2 separate regions of the Mus musculus genome follow, and region 2 is linked to region 1. A link is a contact called in public Hi-C data. All regions are on one chromosome and are shown on one strand. The core of a region is the stretch at or near the end of the contact, and the rest is flanking DNA. Distances in the headings are between cores, read along the strand shown.

Region 1 (4,774 bases), core at 1,321-3,820:
TGGAAAAGGTGATCAGCTTCATTAATCAGGGATATGCAAATTCAAACCAAAATTAACTCTACCCAAGAAGCCAGATGCAGGAGAGGACACGTTGTCTGATTCCATTTATAGGAATGTCTAGTGACAGAAAGCAAGTTGGTGGCCGTCTGGGGGTGGCGCTGAGTGAGAGCAACCAGCAGAGGACGAGGGTGTTTTCTGGGGTGATAATATAATTGGAGGATCACCTCCGAATGAGGATTTTATACTTTGTCAACAGTCACAATTAAAGCGGCTGTATTCACGCGTATGTATTCTATATTTCAGCTTGAAATATAAAGAAGCTTGATTTTTGGCCAGATTCAGTTTTTATCTAGAGCCTGGGGTAGGAAGGTTCTTGGAGCCGCAGAGTCTATTGCCAGTCTGGGTAATATAGTGAGATTCTGTTACCAAAATTAAAAGAGGAGCTCTGTAGAGTTCAGTTGGTACAGTGTTTGCCTATCTACTCAAGCCTTAGGTTTGATTCACAAAGGTCTCTAGCACTGCTAAACTAGACATGTTACTACATGCTTGTATCTCCTCAAGAGGAAGAGGCAGAGAAGTATAAGGTGATCCTCAGCTACACAGGGACCTTGGGGCCATCCTGGGCTACATAAGACCCTCTGGAATGGAGGAAGGGTGGTTGCTTTTTGTCTGTTTGTTTGTTTTTTGAGACAGGGTTTCTCTGTATAACCCTGGCTGTTCTGGAACTCACTCTGTAGACCAGGCTGGTCTCAAACTCAGAAATCTGCCTGCCTCTGCCTCCCAAGTGTTCAAGTGTTGTGATTAAAGGCGTGCGCCACCACACCCGGCTGCATTTTTTTTTTTAAAGCCCAATAAGATATCACTAGTAGGGCTGGTGAGACAGTGTGTGTGTATTTACCAAAAATATCTACAAAATAACTCATAGCAACAGATTTTTTTGAGAGTCGCACACTGTAGTACCACAGCTGGTCTTGATGGCTCCTTTGTCTTTTTGCCTCAGCTTTCGGAAGGCTTCACTCACAGGTGTAAGCCATTGCGATTGACTAGAAAAATCTTAGAGACATTATGTTTGTTCTACTTTTGTTGCTATGATAAAAACAAAAGCAAGCCAAGAAGAGGTTTATTGAGCTCACACTGTCACATCAGTGACATCATCATTGAGGACCATCAGGCAGGACAGGAACTCAAGCAAGAACCTGGAGGCAGAAAGTGAAGCAGAGGCCATGGAGAAATAAACACTGATTACCAGCTTGATCCCTGTAACTCTCTCAGCCTGCTTTATTCTACAACCCAGGACCACCTCTCCAAAGTGGATACCTCCCTCTGCATCAATTAGCAATCAAGAAAAGGCCCCACAGACATGCTCAGAGGCCAACCAGGTGGAGGCAATTACTCAACTGAAGAGTCCTTTCCCCAAGTTGGGAAGCAAGAATAATCATCACAGTTTAGAAGACGAGACTAAATAATAATTTTTTTAAAAAATGCATATTTTGATTCTATTTGACCATCGCCAAAAGGGAAAACTAATTTCCAGTATTAGAATTCAGGACAGGACCTAGTTGAGCATGAAGAGTGACTGACAGTCAGCAGGGGTTGTGGTTTGTGTTTTCCTTAGATTTCTTTACAAATCTAAGAAAATGAGTACTTTTAGGCACTATGTTAACTTACTATGTTTTCACAGCATCAATTTCATTTTGAGAGTTTTCTTTCGACATAAGTTATAGCTTAATCAACTGTCTGACTGATGGCCAAATGAGCAATTCTCCCTCAGATATACAATACTGAAGGAGGCCTTAACACCTTCTCTCTAAACATCAATACTTGGGGGTAGATAGTACACACATCTTCTGAGACTAACAATTCTAGGAATTTGGGACTGATATTTGAGATTCTCAGCACCCAGAAAGTGGAGGCAGGTGAGTCAGGAGTTCAAGGCCAGCCTTGGCTATACCACAAATAATTACCTACATCAAACAACAAACACCAGCCCAATACACAAACAACTCCCTAGACAGGGAAGAACTGAGCAGGAGATTGGCACGTGTTGATTTATGATGAAAGCAGCTGATAGGAAAATGAAGGAACATTATTATCTACACTTTTTTAAACATTTTTAAAAAATTAAGGTGTGGTCTGGGCTAGTCTCAAATGCCTGATTCTCACGCTTCATCCTCTGGCGTTTGCCTACTGACACCAGCTAGAAAATCTTTTTAAATAAATAGGATGATGGTCCACGCTATATTGGCAGGGACGTCCATAAGAGCAGTGGAGAAGTGCTGTTTGAAATGCTGTTTTGATTCTTGCAGCTCTCGTCTTCTTGCTGCCAGCACTAACTCAGGCCTCCGGCGGTTCCTTCCTCTCTTGTTGCCAATGGTTCCCGCCTTTCCCCTCCCCGCAGCCGCGGTGGTTTAGCCCGGCTTCCCCCGGGGAAACCCCTTGGGCGGAGCGCGGCCCCCGCCGTGAGGCCACTTGGATCCCTCCGCGTCAGGGGTGGGCCGGGGACCTGTGGGCCGGGCACGAACCCCGGGCTCTGATTGGCTGCGGCGGGAGTAAACATCCGGAGAGGTGGGGCGGGGCCGGAAGTGGAAGAAGAAGGCGGCGGCTGAGTCGGTTCAGGAGGTTTTAGAGCCGGAGTCCGAGCTTCAGGTGCCATGGGCTGGGGGAAGGCGCCCTGAGGGGACTCGAGGCTGTGCATGGCGGGTGCTCGGGCCGCCGCCGCCGCCTCGGCGGGTTCCACCGCCTCGTCGGGCAGCCCGCCGCCTCAGGAGCCCGGGCTCTGGGAGCTGCTGGAGGAGTTCTCCCGGACTCAGTACCGTGCCAAGGACAGCGGCGGGAAGAGCGGCTCTAAGGTGAGCCCCAAAGGTGCAACGACCTGAACTGGTCCCTGGCCTGAGTTACCGAGGGAAGACTGTGGTTCGGGATGGGAGGAGAGCTGGAATGAGACCTCCTTGGGGAGGCACGGGAGAGGAACTTATCCAGGATATGGACTCAGAGAGTAAGGATCCGGCTTTACACCAAAGAGGAGGACCGAAGCTCCTTGTGGGTTTTGGGGTGGGGGGTTGCTTTAACAGGGGTTTGGAGGTCAAGGGTCGGAGTTGTGGGCCAGGTGCAAAGGTTAGACAATAGGAACGCTACCCTTCGTGAGCCTAGGAGGGGTTACCAACAGATTCAAAACAAAAAACAAAACCCCTAAAATCTAAGTAAAAATGGGGAAGAGACTCCTCTGGACCAGAGATCAGAGTAGAAGTCTGGAGTAGTGTGACATTATGGAGCCCAGAGAACAGCGGAGTGTGTCACCTCCTTATAAGGTACCAGCATGACTTAGGCCCTTCCCTTTCCTTTCCTGTAGAGCAAGAAGAGAACCCACATTCCCTTTCTGTTCCTTTTATCAGAAGTCTCTGTCCGTTGTCCCCCCACCCCGGGAATTTCCCTCTGCCCTAGTCACCAGGCCTGAAAAGAGAGCTGCTGATCTGGTCGAGGCATACTGACCTCAGCACTGATAGACCCGGCCCTTTCTCTTTCCCAGTGTGGCATTACACATTGGCGTTGGTCTCTGTGCTGGGCCATAAAACTGGTTTGGCCCCAGAGGTTACCTAGGGGCTGAGACATCTTCTATTAATCTCTGAAGTAACAACCTAAGAAAGATCACTAATGTGGTATTATCGGACCAGACAATTAAGTACCTTTCAGATTATAATTGGCATCATTTGGAGCTCTTGTTAAACACAAAGATTTCTGGTCTTAGATTCTCTTAAAGCACAATGTCTGGGGAGGCAGACCCTAGAATTTGTACTGTATGTTCAGAAAAGCCTTAAATGCGTTATCCCAACCAAGGCCAGTCATGCACTCCTGTCCTTCTGTCTCCACTTCCTAGGTGATGGGGTTACAGGTGTTTACCCTCATGCTTGGTTTCTGTGGTGCTGGAGATTGAACACAGGTTTTTATGCATGCCAGACCGGCATTCTACCAGCTGAGCTACATCACCAGCCTTGGTGTGTGTTGAGGCGTGGTTTTTTGTCTGTGGCCCTGGCTTGGTTTCACAGTCATTATCCCAGGATGGCTTGTAACTAATAATCCTCCTGCCTTAGCCTCCCAAGGACTACATACACGTGTGAGCCACCACAGCTGACTTCGAGGGCAATCTTTTGAGTGGTTATAGGAGGTGTGTGATTTTGATGGATCTCACTGCCCTCTGAATGTCTGTGAAGATTAGAGTTTTACAAGTTAAACCTTACTCTCACCACAACTGGTCTTAATACTGCTCCAGGCTTCATGATCTCTTGCAAAGTTCTTGATGTGTTACAGGCGGTAAGCTTTTCTTCCAGTGGGCTTTTCACTGAACTGTGAACAAAAGGATTAATTTTAGAAGGGAGCCTTGCCTTTAGTTTTATAAGCAGATGGTATGTAAAGAGACAACTGTCTGCAGCTTTTACTGATTTTGCTGACTAGAGCTTCTTTATTTTTGTAGGTGTTGTTGAGACATGGTCTTGAGATATATAGTAATTCATATATAAATATACACACACACATGCACGCACACACTGAACTCGGCATCCTCCTGCCTCAACATCCCATGTAATAAGATTGTAGATGTGCACCATCGTGCCCAGCTGACTGGAGCTTCAACTGGAGTTTCTGGGGCTGTAGAACAGAAAAAAAGATTTTTTGGTGTTAAAAGAACATAATGTGTTAATGCTATAATAGTAACCTAAAGCAACAGTTACTGTTGCTTTGTTTTTTGGGACAAGGTCTCACTATGTGCCCAGCCTCCCTG
Region 2 (4,278 bases), core at 77-2,576, 6.2 Mb after region 1:
CCTTGCTCCTTGGGGAGCAGGGGTAAGCATTCTGCTTTGGGGAAACACAATGAACACAGCAACACAAGAATTACAGGCCATCAAGTGAGATGGCTAAAGAGTATGCTTGCCAGGCAAATTTTCAAGACCTTGCCGCCTGAGTTCGATACCCGGAACCACATAAACGTAGACGATGATCAACTTTTACCAAGTTGTTCTCTAACCTCCACACGTGTGCCATGAACACAGGAGTCACACAGAAACACACCATAATAAACTGGATAATTTTAATTTTTTTAAAGTTTTTTTTTCTTTAAATGAGACAACCAGAGTAAAACATAAATGCAACTAAAAGATCATTTCCACTAAAATACTAAAACCACCAATGAAGCATTGTACCTACCAAATCCCAGGTGGTCATGTCATTTATCAAAAATTCATTGCTCAACGCTCTCGTGAAGTTTTCAAACTCCAGAAACAAATGTTTAAATCAAGGTCAAAAAAAACAAAAGAAGAGACTCATTAGCTGTCTGGTCTAGCGCTCCCTCGGACTCATCAAAACTTATTTTATAGCCGTTTCCAGCAATTCTCTAACAAGCTAACCACTGGCAAATAAAAACCCAAAGGGGCTCAGAACTGGGCCCAAGAACTATCCCGCAGTGACAGCCTGACGCGCCACCTAAGGAAAGGTGAGGGCAACCTTCCCATCCCAGTGGTTGGAAAAGTCGCGCTGAGCACAAGCCATCCGAAGCAAGCCTGCCAGAGAAATCCCTAGAAGTGGCAGAAGACACCAACTAGAAGTCGGGGCGGGAGGATTTCAGTCTCCGGCCATCGCGGGGGTACCGGCTCCGAAATCGACTAGAGACGGAGCGAGGGGCTTCGGACTCTGCCCCGCGGCGGGGACAGGGCAGCGGGCGCCCGCGACCGCAGCTGCACGGAGCGCGGCCCCGGCCCCCCCCCCCACCCCACCCCCCCGGCCGCTGCTTGGGCCCCGCACCAGGCGCGCGGCCGCAGGTCAGAGTTCCGGCCGCGCTCGGAGCCGGCCAGGCGCGCGCTCCCGGCCCGCGCCGGGGACACCTGTCCCTCAGCCCTCACCTCCTTCCGACCCGGGCAATCTGCTGAGCCCGGGAAGCCGCGCTCGAGCCACAGCCCTTCGCCCGAGTTAGCGGCCGTCTCACCGCGCGGCTCGGGCGCCTCGGGAAGCAGCGCCTCGGGGAGGGAGAGGGGGGGCGCGGAGGGAGGGGGCCGCTCGCTGGAGCCGCCACCGCCGCCGCCGCCACCGCGGTACCGCGTCGGGACTGTGCTCGCGCCGCCGCGACCGCCGCCGCCGCCGCCGCCGCGTCTCCCCGCCTCCGCGCCCGCGCGTAGCCGTGACGCGCATCGCACGAGGCGGGCCGAGCCAGTAAGACCACACCCCGTGCGCAGCCGCGCTGGCCTAAACCGGAAGCCTCCCCTCGGGAGGCTTTGGAAGCGTGATGCATCTTGGGAGTTGTAGTTCGGCCGGGTCCACAATGTAAACAGTGCGGGCAGAGTGCCTCGGAACGCTCACCCAGCTTCCTCGACGATTTCTGAAGAGATCTGAGAAGGGAGTGGGCCGCCACGGTTTAATGACTCGGGATGGAGCGTGTGTTTGTGTCAGCGGCCAACATAATGCTAGGCGTCGTCTTATGAAGGTTTCAGGATTCCGAAAGCGTTTAGTCAACTCTTCCTCAAACAGTAGGGCTTGTTTTTATTACCGTACTAACGTATGATTGATTTATGCCCTACCACTTCTAGAAGATATTCAAAATTATTTTCAATGGTCGATTGCAAACGACTTAAGCATTGTGTCTGTTTACCCAGAGGGAATGATTTGCTACGAGTGAGCTTTCCTATTGAACCAGAACAAGGAACTATAGGAGCTGGTGTGCAGAGGAAAAAAAAATGGTTTCTTCGTGTTCAGTTGTAAGAGGATTGTATCTGTCACACTCTTTAGTTCAAAACTTAATACACGTCAAAGTAAATTCGGAAGCTTTAGTTTAGACCTTGGAGGAAGCTTATTGTTCTTGCCTTTAGACCACAATCGGTCTCATAGCCAAGAAGCTAAAATGTGATGTTGAGCGATTGGAGGGAAGCAGACATGGAAAACTCTTCAACGAGGAAAAGCACTAGAGAGGTTAAAACAAGAGGATCTTGCATGTACCAGATCAGCCTGGTGTACATCGCGAGCCAGGCCAGCCTTGGCTATACAGAGTGTAAAACCATGTCTCAGAAAAAAAGAAACGAAAGAAAGAAAGGGAGAGAGAGAGAAAGACAAAGACTTGGCTACTAAGACTGAGAAAGACAATTGTACCTTTCCCATCAGAAAACAAATGCAGGCATTTGGGAATTATAAATGTGGCCCAAGGCTGGAAATATAGCTCAGTGGTAAAGCTATAGCCACTCCAAAAGCCTCGATTCCATCAATAACTTAAGGGGGGGGGGGGTGCGGGGGGAAGGATCCATAATAAATAGGGCAAAAAGAGAAGTTTTTTTTTCAGGCTGAATATAAGGTATCCCCTAAGGAAGACAGACTTAAGATAGACCATTATCTTACCAGGTATGGGGGCTCACACCTTAATTCCTAGCACGTGGGAACTGGTATAGGACGGCTGCAGTGAGTTCATGGCCAACGTGGGCCACAAGATGAGTTCCAGGTCAGCCAGGGCTAAAATGAGACCCTGCTTCAACAAAGGAAAACAAAACCCCCTCTCAAATCTTTCCTGCAGAGCTTTCTTTTAAGGATGCTTCTTTGATCAAAGCTTCTGTCTCCAGGAACAGGGTTTTTAAGAGAGCCCGCCATTTCCCCTCCTACCTCTCAGCTTGGCCTCTTGAACTGATCTCACTGTCAATCACTACATGCAATTTCTGATGCTTCTATAATGATGAAACAAACCACCTTATTTCCTCAAAATGCCCACCCACACCTTCTCAGCTAATGAGGATCTTTGCCACTCTCCCTACCCTCAAAGGGACATTCCTGAGTCCCACTGCCCAACTGGCTTCACCCTTATCCTTACCTAAATGGCATCACCAAATGTTTCAAAGCAGATTTGTTTTTTCCAGATCTCTTTCCCTGGCTATGCCCTTGTTGATTTGTACAGGTTGTCTCTTGATTGGCTATTCACACATCACAGAGAACTCAGCAATGTTCAGTATCTCCCCATATCAGCTATGAATCTTCAAAATCAAAATCTCCCTTCTGGTGTTGAGTATTTGTTTTTGCAGCACTAGAGACTGAATTTAGGGCCCTGTAGATGCTTAGGCAAGCCTCCTCCTACATCTCTGCCATGGTAGAGGATAGCTTTGTGGAATCTATTCTCTCTTTCCATTATGCGGGTCTGAGAGTTGAAGTCAGAGCATCAGTCAGAGCCTCCCCTTTCCATGCTGAGCCAGCCAGCACACATGCCCAGTGTCTCCATTCTTAAGGTGTTACAGTTTTCCACAGAGGGGAAGTCCTGCATCTTCTACAGCAACAAACGACATTTCCTTCTACCCTACCGCATACCAGTCACTGTGACCAACTCTGCCCTGTGGTATAGCCAGTTTAATAAAGTCATCTCTGAAACTTGATGACAGGAAGACATTATATTGAGTAATATTCATAATCCAGCTGAGGCTTCAATGACATGTTGACAGGTTGCTGACATAATGACAATGAACTTGCTCCTAGAGCGAACTTAGCCACCTTTGTAAAAGTCAAGTCAATAGCCAATGAAAATGGAAGATGTATCTAAAATTCTAAAGCCATAAGCAAATGGTAGGGCAACTCCTAATTCAAAATAAAACGAAAACTCTATATACCATTGTTCATGTAAACCATTGTTCATGTAGACGGTTTGAAGTTGGATTCAGTGTTCCTCCTATGAAGAAAAGTTGTTTTCTGCTCAGAACAAGTACTTTTTTTTTCAGATCTTTTTATTTTGTGTGTGTGGGTGTTGTGCCTGCATGTATGCCTGTGTACCATGTGCAATACAGGTGCCTACAGAGGACTGAATCCCTCATGAGGGTGCTGAAAATGGAACCCAGTCCTCTGGACCACTGAACCATCTCTGCAGCCTCACATTGCTACAGTTAATGGAAAAAGCTATTCTGCTTGGAAACCAAAATTAGTATTGTCTTGAGAAACCTGTATCTGTGGCTTAAAATCGCAAGCAGGGCATGGAAATACATACCTTATTTCTAGGACTAGGGAGGTTAAGGTCAGCCTGAGTTATAAAGGAAGACCATGCCATAATAATAATAATAATAATAATAATAATAATGTCCTGAGTGTGCTAG

The links. A called contact is a pair of places that touch in the nucleus more often than the background predicts.
Region 2: a contact with region 1 is called in a Hi-C map of B cells, with 5 read pairs. The contact joins the promoter of Adipor2 here to the promoter of Mtmr14 in region 1. A contact is called at or near these places in 2 of 39 promoter capture datasets (cranial neural crest and pre-B cells) and 1 of 484 Hi-C or Micro-C datasets (B cells).

The regions. Positions count from the first base shown.
Region 1 is chr6:113,235,273-113,240,046 of GRCm38.p6, forward strand. It overlaps Mtmr14 (myotubularin related protein 14), which reads left to right and starts at 2,571. Exons shown (of 19, transcript NM_026849.2): 1 at 2,571-2,849. The coding sequence starts at 2,694.
Region 2 is chr6:119,387,408-119,391,685 of GRCm38.p6, forward strand. Adipor2 (adiponectin receptor 2) reads right to left here and starts at 1,327. Exons shown (of 8, transcript NM_001355692.1): 1 at 1,075-1,327.